2 separate regions of the Hordeum vulgare genome follow, and region 1 is linked to region 2. Evidence: chromatin contacts called from public Hi-C data. All regions are on one chromosome and are shown on one strand. Each heading gives the region's core, a stretch centred on a gene start, on an enhancer-like site or on the middle of the called end of the contact. The rest is flanking DNA. Distances are from core to core; before and after follow the strand shown. Region 1 has its middle 74 kb from the start of LOC123398403. Region 2 has its middle 20 kb from the start of LOC123398403.

Region 1 (2,926 bases), core at 101-2,600, 55 kb after region 2:
CGGACGAGGAAGGAGGGGGTTTAGATGGGTGAGGATGGTCACAAGCGGGCGTAGGTGCTGTCCAAACCGATACATGTGTGCGCTGGATGATTTCCAAGGTCCGAACAACATGATCCGAAGGTATAAGGGCGGTTTGCAGGTCGCGCCGTTGGAGATGCCCTAAGAGCAACTCTACCAAACCCTCTATAAGTGTTCAAACCCTTACAATTTTCGCATTTTACATTTTGGGTCGAAAAAAGTGCCCAGAACAGATAGTGTAAAAGTGGTCCAACCCATAAAATTTTGAAGGGCAACGAAAATCCATACACGGGACCTTTATATTTGAAGGTTGGAAGGCCGAACCGAGGGGGCCCCGTATACCGGTCAAACCTCGTCGGAGCAAACACCCCGCCGCGTAGTTTACCGAAATCCGCACTAAACTTGCCGAAATTCATCACCGCACACCGAAAAAAGGCTGCTGGACACTGGAATCGATCGCCGCGGGTTCGAATGGGACGAGCTCGACCTTGTCGTGGCCTCCGTGACCTCAGCTTGTCTGTCGAAATCCTCTCGGCACGGGCGGTAAAGGGGCACGCCTCGACCGGCCTAGCTGACAATGGAGCAGGGTGCAGCCAGCGGGCGACACGGCGTGACCGACGTGGTGATGAGGCGCGGCCGACGGGGCTGAGCGCAGTCGGCTGGGGGAAGGAGCGGCGACGGCCGGACTGAAGGAAGGAGCTCGTTATCTCAATTTTACAGTTTGTTTTGAAGTATTTGTTAGGCCGTAGCTAAGATGACGTATTAAAATATATATTTTTAATTTTAATTTTACAGTTTGTGATTTTAAAGGGTCTACTAGAGATGCTTAACTGGGGTTGGGACGCAACTGGTAGACCTCTCCAATTTCCGCACTAGCAGTATATTTCTCTTTGCGGTTTTTTCATTTGGCGGGGATCGTAGCAGTAGCTGACACACCGCTCTCCTCACATAAGCTCCAACCCATCATTTTTTGTCAGATATATGTAGAAAAAGGGGATATCGCGTATATCTGTGGGGCACCCGGCAAATGATTGCCAGCGACGTAGGCTCTCCCGAGTCCGTCCGTCCGTCCGGCCGGCCGTTTCGTCGGAGGCGACAAGGACACGGCACGGCAGCCGGATGCACGCCCCACGGCCACGAAAGCGAGGCGGGCTTTGGACCCCTCCAGCATGGCGTGCTTGCTCCGGATGGAGAACCCCAAAACGAAATCTAACCTAACCTAACCTTAGCTAGCGCCAAGCCACCACATGGACAGCCATGGCCGTGGCGGTGCACTGCGCTTGCACTTGCATCCCGTCCCGGACACGCACAGATCCAGTACGCGTACGTACGTACGTAACCATAGTTCCCTCTCCCGGCACATCACGTGGCGGCATGCTTTATGCGCTTAATCAATCAGGGCCTAACCACTGCTAATACTTTTCCTCTCTGCCCCTCTGATTAATCGCTCCATCGGCCCACGATCTGAGAGAGAGAGAGATGCTGCTGCTGAGCGGGGCTGGGTCGCCTTGATGGCAGCACATGGCCACTGGCGCTGCCATGGTTTGGTCTCACTACTGGCTATGCTGGTGGGAAGAGAGTGGCAGGAAGATGCCAATTTCAGAATTATTTCTCGGGGACAGCGGAGATCGAGATGGATTGATATTTTAACCGTCATCGTGCGCGCTCTTTCTCCGCTCGCTCCACGGCTGGTCAAACCTCTGATAAACAACGCCCGTTAGCTCACCGTTCAATTAGCTCCGTAGCCACGCTAATTTTGTACTCTATGGAGTAGTAAGTAGGTTAGCTTTTCTGCAGCGTTAGCTGTGGGGCACCCTGTGAAATCACTCGGGGCCCCACGGATTCCCAAACACGCAACGCATTTCATGTGGTGACGAAACGGCAAAACCACTCTATCGTTGAGTGGCTCATGGGTTCTGGCTCTTGCGCGGCCGTTAGTTTTTTCTATCCATGGATTGAGCGTCGGATATTTTCCTCTTCTTCAACGCCTGTCTACACCTTCAGCAACTAGGGCTGAAACAGATTTTAAAAACACAGCGATATGATGATATCACGCAAGTGCCTACGTACTGTTTTAGTTGCAATAAATGCTCACCGCAACGGATTTTGTCTCGTCAAAAACATCTTCATCGACGTAACATGTTTTCCTCGTAGTCGCAAATTTCAAGAGGCTCCTCTTCGATGCACGTGTGGGTGCTATGTTTCCGTGAGCACGATTACACACCACAAGTCTCAATGTCTCATACGGCGGGCAGGGCACATGGTGCTCCATTTTATGCATTACATAATTTTCCAAAACACCAAGTTGCATGGAGCTCCATCATACCATTTCTAGTTAGGATAACTGATTTTATGCCCTAGCTGGGTCACACTCCGCAGGTTTATCCCTAGTTTTTAAAAACGAGTCGTTCAAACCATTTCGCTTCTCTTATGCTTTTTCCTTAAAAACTTCATACAAATTTCATACTAACTCAAAAAGATCAAATAAGATATCAAAATATTTAGAAAAACATCATCTATATGTGCATGCCATTTGCATTCTTGATAAAAATGTTGAAAAGTCCCCATTTGAGTTTGAGCTCTTATGATCTCAACACAAATAGTAAAATCTAAACCAAAATTCTAAAAATTCTAAAAAAAAAGTGGCAAACTTGGACCAATGTTTTATGTGCTTGTCAAATTTCATTAGGGAATGGCATTCATGGAAGTTGTGGCAAAAAAAATTGATGCTCTAAAAACATATCATTTTGGAGTGTTGATTTTGTTTTTTCACCATGACTTCCACGAATGATGTCATTCCCTAATGAACCTTGGCAAACAACTACAATATTGGTTTTAGTTTGCCACCAAAAAGTTTTAGAATTTTTAGAATTTTTGTTCATTCTTTTATATTTTACTATTCATGTTG
Region 2 (2,700 bases), core at 135-2,634:
TTGCGGTTGAGCACTCGATGGCTCTTGACCGATCTCTTTAAATTGAGAACTTGCTCCTCCACACGCTCCACATCTGCGAGCATCGACTGCATCATCACCGTCCTATCCATATAGTCTTCGTCGGGCGAGCCGTCAGACGACTCAATATATGCTTGTATATATACTCCATATATGCTTCAAATAAGTTGGGACAATTGTTTTTAGCTCAGACAATTAATGGAACATTTGCTGGGCAAGGTGAGCATGCGTAGGTGCGAACTGTATTTGCGTGACGGTCGAAGGAGAGTTGTGGAACGGCGGCAGAGGAGGAGCGACGTGAAGCTCGGGTGTATCGTTGGAGGTGACACACTCGTCAAGTTCACGCAGGGGTGTGACGTGACGACCGGGGAGGTGGAACGGCGACGAAGGCCAGAGATAAGAGAAAATGAAAGGATAAAGGCCAGGGTTCGAGAGGGCTTTTGGGTGGGCCTGAGATGTGAGAGTTCTATGTAACTGCTGTCCGGACTGACGCAAAGCCCCACTCCCCCTCCCGTTTTTCTCGTATTGTCGAAAAAATATATCTGAACCGCTCGAGGATCGACACAAGCACGTGTCGGATGGCTAAACACGTTTGTATCGTGCAGCCTGGACGGTTACGAATGGTTTGAGGACCGCTTTAAAGATGCTTAAAGGCTCGATCGGAACCAACCATAATTTAGCAAATATACGATGTCATGTAGTGTCAACGATTAAAAACTGCATTCGAAAAAGGTATATGTTTCCGTATTACCGCATCTTTTAACAATATACACACCGTAGCAGCATACTCAACAGAAATCACCCGTGCACTTTCACCCGTGTGAATTTTCCACCTACAAATTTCAAATTTGGGTACCTGCTTCAATCAAGTGTAGACTACTAATTAGCAGTCCCGCTGGATGCAAAATAAAATAAAATAGACCAGTTGACACCTGCAAAAAAGAAAAGAAAAAAAATACTATACTAATTAGCAGGATCTTTCAGATTGCCCAGAGAGCAACAGACTTAAATTTTGTTGAACAATCAGAGAGCAACAGAGTGATGAGCGCGATTATTGAGCCGTCGGGATCGACCGTATGATGCCACGCGAAGCTTCCTACAACCAAGAATGAATCATTTTCCTCTGTTATGATTAATTCGTCAGTGAGTGTGAGCTGCTAGCTGCACGGCTGTAACATGGCATGTTCGCCTACAGGGGGTGTACATACATGTCGATGTCGGCGACAACAGCGGAGTATATTGCAGGGGGGGGGGGGGGGGGGGGGGGGTGGGGGGGGGGGGGGGGGGGTCGATCTAAGCTGTCACACCCCGTATCCCTACGTGTGACCAGAGGCTCAGATCTGTTTGAATCCACGGACAGCCGTATCTCAAGGACGATGTACCAAGTAATACTATCCCTGGTACCGTTGCACGATCACCGACCTGTGAAGTGCCACTCGGGTGCGGGCCTGAGCTGCAACTGCAAGTGCCACGCTCTTTGACAGTCAATATATGTATATATACCGATTTTTTTTTCTTCATAACAAGCACTGTAAGCATCTTTGTAAACTCCTTTCAATTTATTCGCCTTTTGTCCGTTTGGATTGATGTGTCCGTCTTTTTTTGTAAATGGATCGGTCGTACGGCCAACGAACGAATTCAAATCTTGTCTTCACGCGTCCGATCGGCATCCATTTTTTATCACATATTATTTTTGTTTGAAATTTGCACGTTATTTTTTATTTCATCAAATGCATTAAATGCATCTTTTTACCAATTCTTTGTTACGAGTACAAGATAAAAAAACAAAAACCACATTAAACATTTTAAAAGATGTATAATCTTCATAACTGCTCCTAAAAATGAGCAAGTAAGCTACCAAAATTGCATCGAACCAGAGAGCAAAAGGCCGCACGAAAACCATACCCCATCATTTTTGCACTTGACGAACACCTAATTGTGTTGTTCGAACGTTCAAGAAACGCATGGGACAACCTGCAGCGGGTAGTCATTGCACTTTATGAACGATAATGGTGAGCGAGCAAGCCCGTGGGCCAGCGCCGAACCAGGGCGACGACCGGCTGTGGCTTTGTTGGCGGACCAATGACGATACAAATCCGAACGGCTAGAGACCAATTGAGCGTCTGCACGCGGCACCGAGGCATTGCTCGGACTAGGTGGACCGATAACCGGCCAATCCATGGCAAGCGCAGTCCGTCGCGGGCCGGATTCGCCAAATCCAACTGGCAGGACCGTCAAATCTCGGTGCCGCCGCCGCAGATCTATCACTCGGCCTTTCACACCGGCACGAATGAGGCACGCCGTCAATGGATGTGCTGCTCGGTGGAGGAGGGAGGGGACTAGAGAGGAAGTGGTCGGAAAAAATGGGCACCCGCGTAGGGTTTATGCACTTGTCGGTGGCGGGTGGAGAAAGGGATAAAAAAGAAGAGATTGTGCCGCCGATGGGCGGGCCCGGGGAGGAGCACCCGGATGAGGTGCGTGCCCGCCACGATGCAAATGCGGTCCAAATATAGGCCTAAAATGGATCACCAGAGGACAAAAAGTGAATGCCCGTTCGTTTGGGTCGCCACGTTAGGCCGTGTTTTCTATCTGTGGCAACTCAAACGGACGTGCGCGGACAAAATGAGTCGCCCGGTTGGAGTTGCTCTTACAATCTTGCTTAAGGCATTGGGTAAAAAGAAA

Evidence for each region. Hi-C and Micro-C count contacts between places; a contact is called where the count stands out from the background.
Region 1: a contact with region 2 is called in a Hi-C map of seedling, with 3 times the contacts expected there. The contact joins two enhancer-like sites. A contact is called at or near these places in 5 of 6 Hi-C or Micro-C datasets (leaf and seedling).

Annotation. Positions count from the first base shown.
Region 1 is chr5H:45,093,036-45,095,961 of MorexV3_pseudomolecules_assembly, forward strand. No RefSeq gene overlaps it. Among protein-coding and RNA genes, the nearest start is that of LOC123398403, 74 kb to the left of the region's middle. Within about 2 kb of position 1,351, at least 3 of the 3 cell types and tissues checked have open chromatin away from gene starts, as enhancers often do. A contact at or near this core is called in leaf and seedling, where this site is marked.
Region 2 is chr5H:45,038,422-45,041,121 of MorexV3_pseudomolecules_assembly, forward strand. No RefSeq gene overlaps it. Among protein-coding and RNA genes, the nearest start is that of LOC123398403, 20 kb to the left of the region's middle. Within about 2 kb of position 1,385, at least 3 of the 3 cell types and tissues checked have open chromatin away from gene starts, as enhancers often do. A contact at or near this core is called in leaf and seedling, where this site is marked.